2 separate regions of the Callithrix jacchus genome follow, and region 1 is linked to region 2. The links are chromatin contacts, called in public Hi-C maps. All regions are on one chromosome and are shown on one strand. The core of a region is the stretch at or near the end of the contact, and the rest is flanking DNA. Distances in the headings are between cores, read along the strand shown. Region 1 has its middle 83 kb from the start of TM2D1. Region 2 has its middle 23 kb from the start of NFIA.

What was found. A called contact is a pair of places that touch in the nucleus more often than the background predicts.
Region 1: a contact with region 2 is called in a Hi-C map of skeletal muscle, with 7 times the contacts expected there. The contact joins two enhancer-like sites. A contact is called at or near these places in 2 of 3 Hi-C or Micro-C datasets (both in skeletal muscle).

The regions. Positions count from the first base shown.
Region 1 is chr7:98,724,716-98,728,988 of calJac240_pri, reverse strand. No RefSeq gene overlaps it. Among named protein-coding and RNA genes, the nearest start is that of TM2D1, 83 kb to the left of the region's middle. Within about 2 kb of position 1,483, at least 3 of the 16 cell types and tissues checked have an H3K27ac peak or open chromatin away from gene starts, as enhancers often do. A contact at or near this core is called in skeletal muscle, where this site is marked.
Region 2 is chr7:98,111,788-98,116,294 of calJac240_pri, reverse strand. No RefSeq gene overlaps it. Among named protein-coding and RNA genes, the nearest start is that of NFIA, 23 kb to the left of the region's middle. Within about 2 kb of position 3,189, at least 13 of the 16 cell types and tissues checked have an H3K27ac peak or open chromatin away from gene starts, as enhancers often do. A contact at or near this core is called in skeletal muscle, where this site is marked.

The DNA of each region.
Region 1 (4,273 bases), core at 234-2,733, 610 kb before region 2:
TTGCAGTGCCTGGAGACAGGTGGGGGAGCCGTCTTGGAGGCCGAAGCTGCCAATTCCTTCTCTGAGGACTGTCTGAGTAGCTATTAAAATTTAAAGATCACACGCACGCACACAGTTGTTTTGTTTGTTTTTGCTGGTGGCCACTCACTATGCCTTCCTGTTTGTTGTACAAGGGCAGCTGCACCAGTTTGCCAGAATGAGGTGAAATGTCACAGACATTCTATTGTGTGCATTCGCCTGCCCACATAAGCATCACCAGCTCACATAAGCATCACCCTGGGCCACTGCCACGTCTTTCTAGGCACCTCAGAAATCTGGGTCCTGTAACCTTGGCCGAGTTGTGGGGCTGCTTATGAATTTCAGGAAAGAGGTTCTCCCGCCTGGATAGGTAAACTCAAAGCTCCCATGAACGCTGCCCTATTCAGACATAGTCACATCGAGAGGTCCTTGTTGGTTTGAGCCTACACGACTTTATGTAGGCACACGTGACTGCACATAAATCAAGCTGCTAGTATTTTTCAGATTTCAGAATAGAGGGATGATATTTTAATCTGGAGTCGGACACCTGCTATTTTACCCTTTAGCCCCAAATATCCAGTGGTTGTCAGGACCCTCATACCTTTGTGTTGTTTCTTCTTCTGGGAAATTCTCCCCCATCCTCTTCTCTGCTTAGTGAACTCTAGTTGGTCTTTCAAAGCTTGTCTCAAATACCACCTCTATGAAGTCTTTCATAGCCATGCCCGTGCACTGATCTCCCCGCCCCATCATCTGTTAAATGCCACTCTCTTGCTGGATCTCTGTAACATACTACATACTGCATAACTGTGTTATGCCCATCTTGTTATGCCTCTTTCTCCTCTACTAGAATATACTCTTTGCTCAGGCAGGGAACATATCTAATTTACCTCATACTTCTCAACTAAAGATGCTCAGTAAAATCTGTTGAGTAAATAAAGAAATATGCTTGGTTTTTTCATCAATTTCCAAGGGACAATTTGTTTACTTCTGGCTTTCCTATAACCATGTCCACAGAGCTGAGAGTAAGATTTTAAAGTTTATATTAAAGTCTGAGGTTCATAGCTCAGAGACATTCTTCTGGCGTATGGTAAAGGAAAGTTTGATGAGCACGTTGGTGGAAAATTTCTGTATTCCCAGCACCTGATTGATGCCTCTGTTCCTACAGAATCCAAAGAGAGCAGCACACCCCCGCAGGCATGGGAGCTTGTGAAAGTTGTGCAGTTCTCATACTGCTTCAGTGTAGCCTTGTGAGTTATACTAACAAGGTGTTATTCATTAGACTTGATTCATTAAGTCATTCAAGCTAGAAACCTGAAAATGTCCTCGGAGCCTCCCTTTCCCTCACTTCCCACATTCAGTTACCACCAAATCATGTCAGTTCTTCTCCAAAATATCTCCCGGATCTGCCCACCATTCTCCATCCTTGCTATTGCTGTGTTCCAAGCCATTATCACTTCCCAGCTGGGCAATTGCCAAAGCCTTCTAGTTAGTCTTTCTGCTTCTAGTCTTGCCTGCCTCCCATCATGTCATTCCCTGGCTTACCAGCTTTCAGTGACTGCACTTAGCATAATCCTTTGCATGGCCTTGTGTGGTCTGGCCGCCACTATCTTTTTAGCGCCTCTCTCACTGAATATACTAGACTTCAGGTCCTTGAACTTGCCAAACTCTTGCCTACTTCATGGCCTATCCATATGCTTACTTGCCTACTTCTTTTGGGAATACTTCCTCTCCGTGTTCACTCTCTTGAATCACTTCTCATCTTTCAGAAGTCAGCTCACATGGCACTTCCTTGGAAATGCAGCCCATGCTTCTCCTCTCCACTTCATCCCTTCCGGATAAATCGCATCCTCATTATTGTTACTCCGGATGCCCTCTTCTTCCTTTGTGTTACTTATTAGCAGTTGCAATTATAAAAATTATTGATGTTTGTACGTATTTGATGTCTCTTCATCCACAGTAGATCAAATGAGGACAGGGATCATGTGTCTTTGTTCACAATAGACCCAGAGCCTAACATATAGTAGGTTGTCAAGAAATACTTTTTGGATAGTGCCAGAAGGAGAATGCTAGCAGGTCATATGTAACAGGCCTGTGACATGAAAATAGTTTCATGCAAAGAAAACGCTAATTTGAAATGAGACTCAAGGATGTTTATGCACATGGGGCAAGCAAAGGGAAGACTTGAGTTTTGATATGATATCCCATGGCCCTTCCCCACCGCTATTTGAAAAATAAGAAGAGAACAAGAACAAAAATATTTGTTTTACAGCTCTACCAAGATTCAGCCCTCCCCTTTCTCTCCCGCTTGCCTCAAGTACATCCTGTACTTTTGGCAACATGTTGACTGGATATTTAAAAGCTGTGAACTGTTCTGAAAATTTCACATACTGGGTTATGGGCCATGTGTGTTTGATCAAAATTCAATTACTACACTGTACCATACTTGGAAACCTATCATCCCAAGTTATGAAGTATGACGAAATAGGCGAACCTAATTGGTTCAGTATGGGAACAGTATCAACCAAGCTTGTTATGATAAATAGCTTCCTGTGTTAAAGGTTCTCTAGAGCTTATAAGTATCTTGGCTCACCTCCTTCAGTGGAATAGGAATATTGCTCCCAGGGACCCCCTAGATCATTGTCCCTTCAATGCAACTGCAGTTCAGCATTTTCTTCAACTTACTACCCCTGAAAAAGAAAAATGCGGTGCAATTTTCCCCATTCCTTCTCATTTCTTCATTTAGAATTTGAACACCTGGTAACTTCTTTAGTTTTTTTTTTTTTTTTTTGCTTTAGAAAAAACAATTTTTAAAGTTGTGAAGCATTCCAAATACAGAAAACCAGAAAATGAGAGACATCTCTGTACTCACCACTCAGGATTAACAAATATTTTTTTTCCCTATTTCCATCAGATCTTTTTTTTTTTTTTTGTCTTTTATGCATCCTTTCTTGTTTTTGAAGGCCAAACTTGGACTACAGTATTTATTTATGAGATTTGTAAGTTAAGTCCTGAGATACTTTAAAAGACTTTAACCAAGAGGATGTGTATCACATTACAGAGAAGTAGCTGTAAGTTGCACGTCTTTTCAGATGTTGAAATGGACTCAATGAGAATTTCTGAACTATACTGTAGATAAAATTAAAAGGAACCCTAGAAGAGGATTGTTGGGAATGTAGGGCTTGGTGGTACATGCTTGTCATCCCAGCACTTTGGGAGGCCAAGATGGGAGGATTGCTTAAGCCCAGGAGTTTGAGACCAGCCTGGGCAACATAGTGAGACCCCACTGACACAAGAACAGAAAACCAAACACTGCATATTCTCACTCATAAATAGGTGTCGAACAATGAGAACACATGAACATAGGGAGGGTAACATCACACACTGGGATCTGTTAGGGGGTGGGGAGGAAAAGCAGGGAGTGGGGAGATTGGGAAGGGATAACATTAGGAAAAATACCTAATGTAGGTGACGGGAGGATGGATGCAGCAAACCACCATGGCATGTGTACACCTATGTAACAATCCTGCATGATCTGCACATGTACCCCAGAACTTAAAGTATAAAAAAAAAATTAAAAAACAAAAAAGAGTGTCTTAACAATTTGAAAAGGATAAAAAAGTAAAATAAAACAAAACATTCCTATGCTTCGTGGTCATTATGGGAATATGTATATAACTTTTCTTTAGAAGTGACATTTTGGGTTGGGTTATAAGTGTTTCCTTCTAGTGATCACAGTAAAGGGCAAAACAACTGGGCGATTGCCATTTTAAATTCCAAAAAATAATCAGTAGCACTGGCATTTTTCTGAGAAGACAGCTGTAGGGCTGGGACAATTTGCATATATTTACCCTTAATTCAATCTTACCTTTGCATTTGCTTTCCCAAGTTTGCTCTGGTTTTATTCATCATTTGTAGTAGGCCTTCCTGTTAAACCTGTTGATGAAAATGCAAAATGCTAAATCTGCATTTCTCCTGTGGAAAAATTTTGTGTTTCATGAAAAGTTGTTTTGGTAAAAAGCAAGAGCCTTAGTTTGTCCTTGACAATAATTCATCAGTCATGAGTGCTGCAGTGTATAACCGTGAAACAGAAAGAGCCTCAGAGAAGGTGAATGTGCAAGCCCACACAAAGGAAAAGTTCACATACTGCGTGCTTTAGCATTGAAATCACAACGCCGCCAGGAGTAGATTAGAGTCGTTCTTGTTTTGTGCAGTACTATTAGGTTTACTTTCAAAATTGCAATTAGCTTAAAAGTTG
Region 2 (4,507 bases), core at 1,940-4,439:
CATCGCCACCCACCCGGACGACGGGGATCTCCTACTGCAGGCCCTGAGAGGGACTGAAGTGAGGGCGGGTGCAGGGACCGAGCCGGAGGCGCAGGAGCTGCTCGGCAAGGTCACGACCGCGAGGCTGCAGGAGGAGGCCGCGGAGCGCTGCAGCCGGGCGCCGCCCTCTGGCCCGGTGGCTGACCCCGCGTCGCGCCCCCTTCTCTGTCGCCCGCCTGGCGCATCCCAACGGGAATGAGTGGGCGACGCGGCAGAACCGATTCTGACTTTCATGGTGGCAGCCGAAATCCGCCGGGCTCCTGGGCGAGTTGTCCTGGATCAGATGCCCAACACAACTGAACTTTAAATAAAAGGGGTTCCGTGCGCTGCCCCTCTCCCTAACAGTGACCTGTGAGAAACTTCTGTCGCCTTTCTTTTGCGTCCTTGAGCTTCGGGAACCTAGCCCGGGTGGCCTCTCCACATTAATTCGTGGTCCACCAGCTCAGCAGTCTGTCCTCTCAGCTTGTTCTGGGGTAGCTTATAATGAAGGTAACAAGTTCAATGTTTTTTTTTTTTCTCCTTTTGGAGGGAGGATTATGTGAATTTTAAATCTCCTAGGCGTTCAAAACCAAAACCAACCAAACAAAAACAAAAAACAAACAAACATAAACCAAAAACACCACCACCACAAAAATAACTGTCTTCACTTAAGTGGATAGCGGAGTCAATCCAAGCCTTCCTTGGGCCAGTCTTGCTCAGACAGTGGAGTTCTTGAATCTTTCGGGAAAACAGAGCCCCTTTCACCCGCTTCTGGAGGGGGCCTTAATAAGACTGCAGTATATTACCATGTTAAAACGTTTTGCAGAAGCAAGATTTCCTAAAAACGACCTGCCAGCGAAGCGCGGAAAAGCAAATCCTCTTACAGAGAGGGCCCAATAGGGAGGAAGACGGGGGAAGGCAGGACCCAGCCCCAACGAAACCCCAGCACTTCCCGATTTTTGAAACACAGTACTCAATGCTGTGGGGCTATGGGATGGAGTGGTGACGCCCGGAGCTGACAGGTTGCAGACCTTCAGGGCTGTTTTTCATTGATTACTGGAAGCCTTCGGACTTCTTTTGGAGTAACTGTTCCCTCCGGCACCCAGAATTAAGTACCCCCCATTTGTGTTTCGCGGGCATATGTTTGCACCCTGAATCAAGCTTGCTCCCGCACTTGAAGTGGATAGGCTCTTGTTCTTTAACTGGCAGTGAGTGGCCCCAGAGTCGGACTGTCGGTGCCAGTGCGGACGAAGGTGTGGGTTTGTGCCTGGTTTGTTGTCTCGGGGAAACAGCCACCTTAATTATTTTGAGCTCATGGCGCCTGTGTTTTAAAATGAACTCAAGAGAAAAGCTGCAGAGTTTGCAAGTTTTGCGATTCCTCAGGTCGGGAAAGAGCCTGAGAAGGTCTTGGATCCCGGTATTTCTTGGGTGAAAAACGTTGGGTACTTTGTGGAGAAAGTAGAGCCTCCCAGCTTCATGAGGATAAGGCTGCTTTCTCTAAACCTTCAAACCACAGTGCACCAATCTTCTACCCTCAACCCCTTTCTGAGAACACGAATGCCCTCTAAGCATATTTGGTCCTCCTGTTACCATGCCATTATGTAGCACCATCTGAAACTATCTCTTCGAATACTGATTACAACTTTTACAAAGTTTCTTGCCCTTTTTGCACCTTCTCCTATATGCAATTCAAGCTTGCCTTTGAGCCCTTGACATGCTGTTAACCCCGGAATAGGGAGTATTCTAAAGGTTACATTTTAATCTTAAGGGATAAACATGTGGCTTTCATTCTGTTTACCGAGGATGCCCAGTACAAAGTGGGCAAGGTGGTAGGACATGCGTCTCTGGGCTTTCTAGTGTCGGAAGGATAGTTCCGACGCGCCAGTCCCTGTCGGCTTAAATGCCGGCGTTAGGTACCCGGGATGTCCTGCGGTTGAGCCCTCTTGCTGTTACTCATCAGGTCCCGGCTCCAGCGCTGCAAACACTGCGCACACCTGCCGATTTTCAAGCAGCAAATTCAGTTCAGGCCACCCGCAGCCGGAGGGCTCCCTTTTCCGCTGGGACTACCACATGAAGCAAGTGCTAGAACTTCACAAAAGGGAACAAAACTATTTTGCTTCAATCTGTTTTTTCTTAGGACGCACTTAGAGACCAGGCCGGCCAATATTCTGGTTAGAGTTAGCGCTACCAGAAATGTGCAGTGCTTTAGGACTCCAGCTTGGGACTTGCTGAAGACCAGAATGTTACAGTTAATCTCGCCTTTATCTTTTTGTTTCCAGCGCCCTGTTTTCCCTTCAGTCTCTTTCCTTCTGTGTTCCCTACCTCCTGAAATATAAAAGATGAATAAAAACACCACCCTATTTTATTTTTTAAAATAAAAGTTGACACTAAATTTGAGAGCTAGTGTTGCAGCTAAGCTCTTAGGAAGTTTGCCCGTCTGTTCCCCAAACCTTTGCTGCCTGTAATGTCAACCACAATTGCTTCTTAAAATTCACTAAAAGAAGTCTTTCAATAACTTAGATAAAGTGTAGTAAGTGCTAATTTTGTGTGTGTGTGTGTGGGGGGGGGGTGTGTCTCGCGGTGGGGGAGGGACTCCCAACTCTGATGGATTTTACTTTCTCAGATCAAGGAACAGGACTCCAAGCAAACTGATAGACTTTACGTAGTTTATTCTTGAACTACTCTATTTTCAGTAGCGATTTTTCTTTCTTAGCTAAATTACTCAGCTTTGCTCAATTCCAGTTTTACCTTTCCCCACATGTCCTCACTGACTCACTCAGCAATTGTCACCGAGTGAGACCCTAGGTAGTGGGGAGGAGGCCCCCACACATCTGCTCCCCGGCTAAAGCGCTCAATGGCAGGAGAGCTGAGAAAATATCTTCAGAAACTACAAATGGAGCAAATCATTTACCTAATTCACTCAAGAGCCTCCACGGGAAGGACTCTGGAGATGAGTGTCCTAATGCGGCGCTAATGAAAAGCCCCTTAGCTGGCTCTCCGGCCGCGCGCGGGACCGCGTCCGCTCGACGTCTACGGCGGAGCTGCCCTGGCTGACGGCGACCGGGCTGTCCCTCCCCACCTGCCCGAGGTGGCACGGCGGGCGCGGCGACTCCAGACGCCGCCGGGGCCGCTCCGATTCGCGTTTTGCGACCCCGAACGCCCCTTCCTCGCCCCCCCGGCGAGGGTCCTCCTCCCGGTCTTCCTCCTCCTCACCCTCCCCGGGGCTCTGTGGGGTGCTAGGAGGTGACAGGGGACGCTTCCGCGGTCCCGACGCCCGGTTCTCAGCGGCCTCCCGCCCGGCTGGGTTGGGGTTAAAATCCGGGAGTTCAGCTCTGCGGTGAAATCTCGGGTTCCCAGGGAGGGGCCGGAGGGAAGGAAGACCCCGCGGGGAGCGCGCCGGCCAGAGCCGCCCCCGCCCCGCGCGGCCGCCGTCCCGTGGGGAGGATGAAAGCGCAAGGCCCGGGCGGGGCCGCCGCGGCTCCGAGGGACGGCGAATGCGGGGCGGGGGTTGGGGGCCTCGGCGCTATCGGTGACTGCCCCCCCCTCCAGGCCGCGGCTCCTGGCCCTGCAGGTGCACCCGTAGCCCCCTTTTTAGGCCCCTCCGTGGAAACCGCCTTCCGGCCCAAGTTCTGTCCTTTGAGGCTTTGAACGAGGCCTTTCAGAAGTTTTTAAAGCTGCCCCGCCCCGCCAGCCCTCACGGGGGTCACAGCCCCCCATCCCTCCACCCCCGCTACAGCGGCCGGCTAAGCGGGTCCCATGGGGAGCGGAGTCGGCGCCCGCGGGCCGGGCCGAGGGTCGGGCACCGAAGCGCCGCCCCAGAGCGCCAGGCTCGGCCCCAGCGCTTGGAGATCGCGCCGCGGAGCCAGACCTTGGAGGAAGCGTGGGCCCCGCCAGCCCCGGGAGAGCCGAGGGCAGGGGGCTGGGAGAGGAAGAGCGCCGGGGGAGGGGGGCACGTCCACATCCCCGAGGTTCCTGCTGAGTTCAAGCCAGGGGACAACTTAAATTGGCCTTTAGGGGAGGCAGCTGGTGACCCGTGTCCTCGCCTTCCAAGGTCCCCTGAGTGAAGCAGGGCGCCACCTACAGGCGAGTTCTAAATAGCAGGAGGGAGAAGGAGACGCGCCTGCAGGGGTAACGTGGCCCCTTCCCAGCAAGCCCAGCAAGGCCTGTTGTGTCCACAGCCATCTCTCAGCTGCTGAGTCTGTCGAGTTATAAGTCTGTTGGCAACAGCAAGAGCCCTGAGGGCACTGAGCATATGCTTTTGGGGAGTGGAGAACTGGGTGTTAATTTCAGAAATTGGGGGATTCCAGTACCACAGAAGTAGCAGCTCTGATTGGACAAGCAGGGTTTGCACCCTGACAATTTTGGCTGCGCTTTGACTCCTGTATCTCGACTCCAGGCTATTTTCATGGGATGCATTATGTTTCCTTGAGAATAGCCGTGTGGCTTCGGACAAGTTACTTAATCTCTCCGAGTCTCTCAAAAGAGGGAA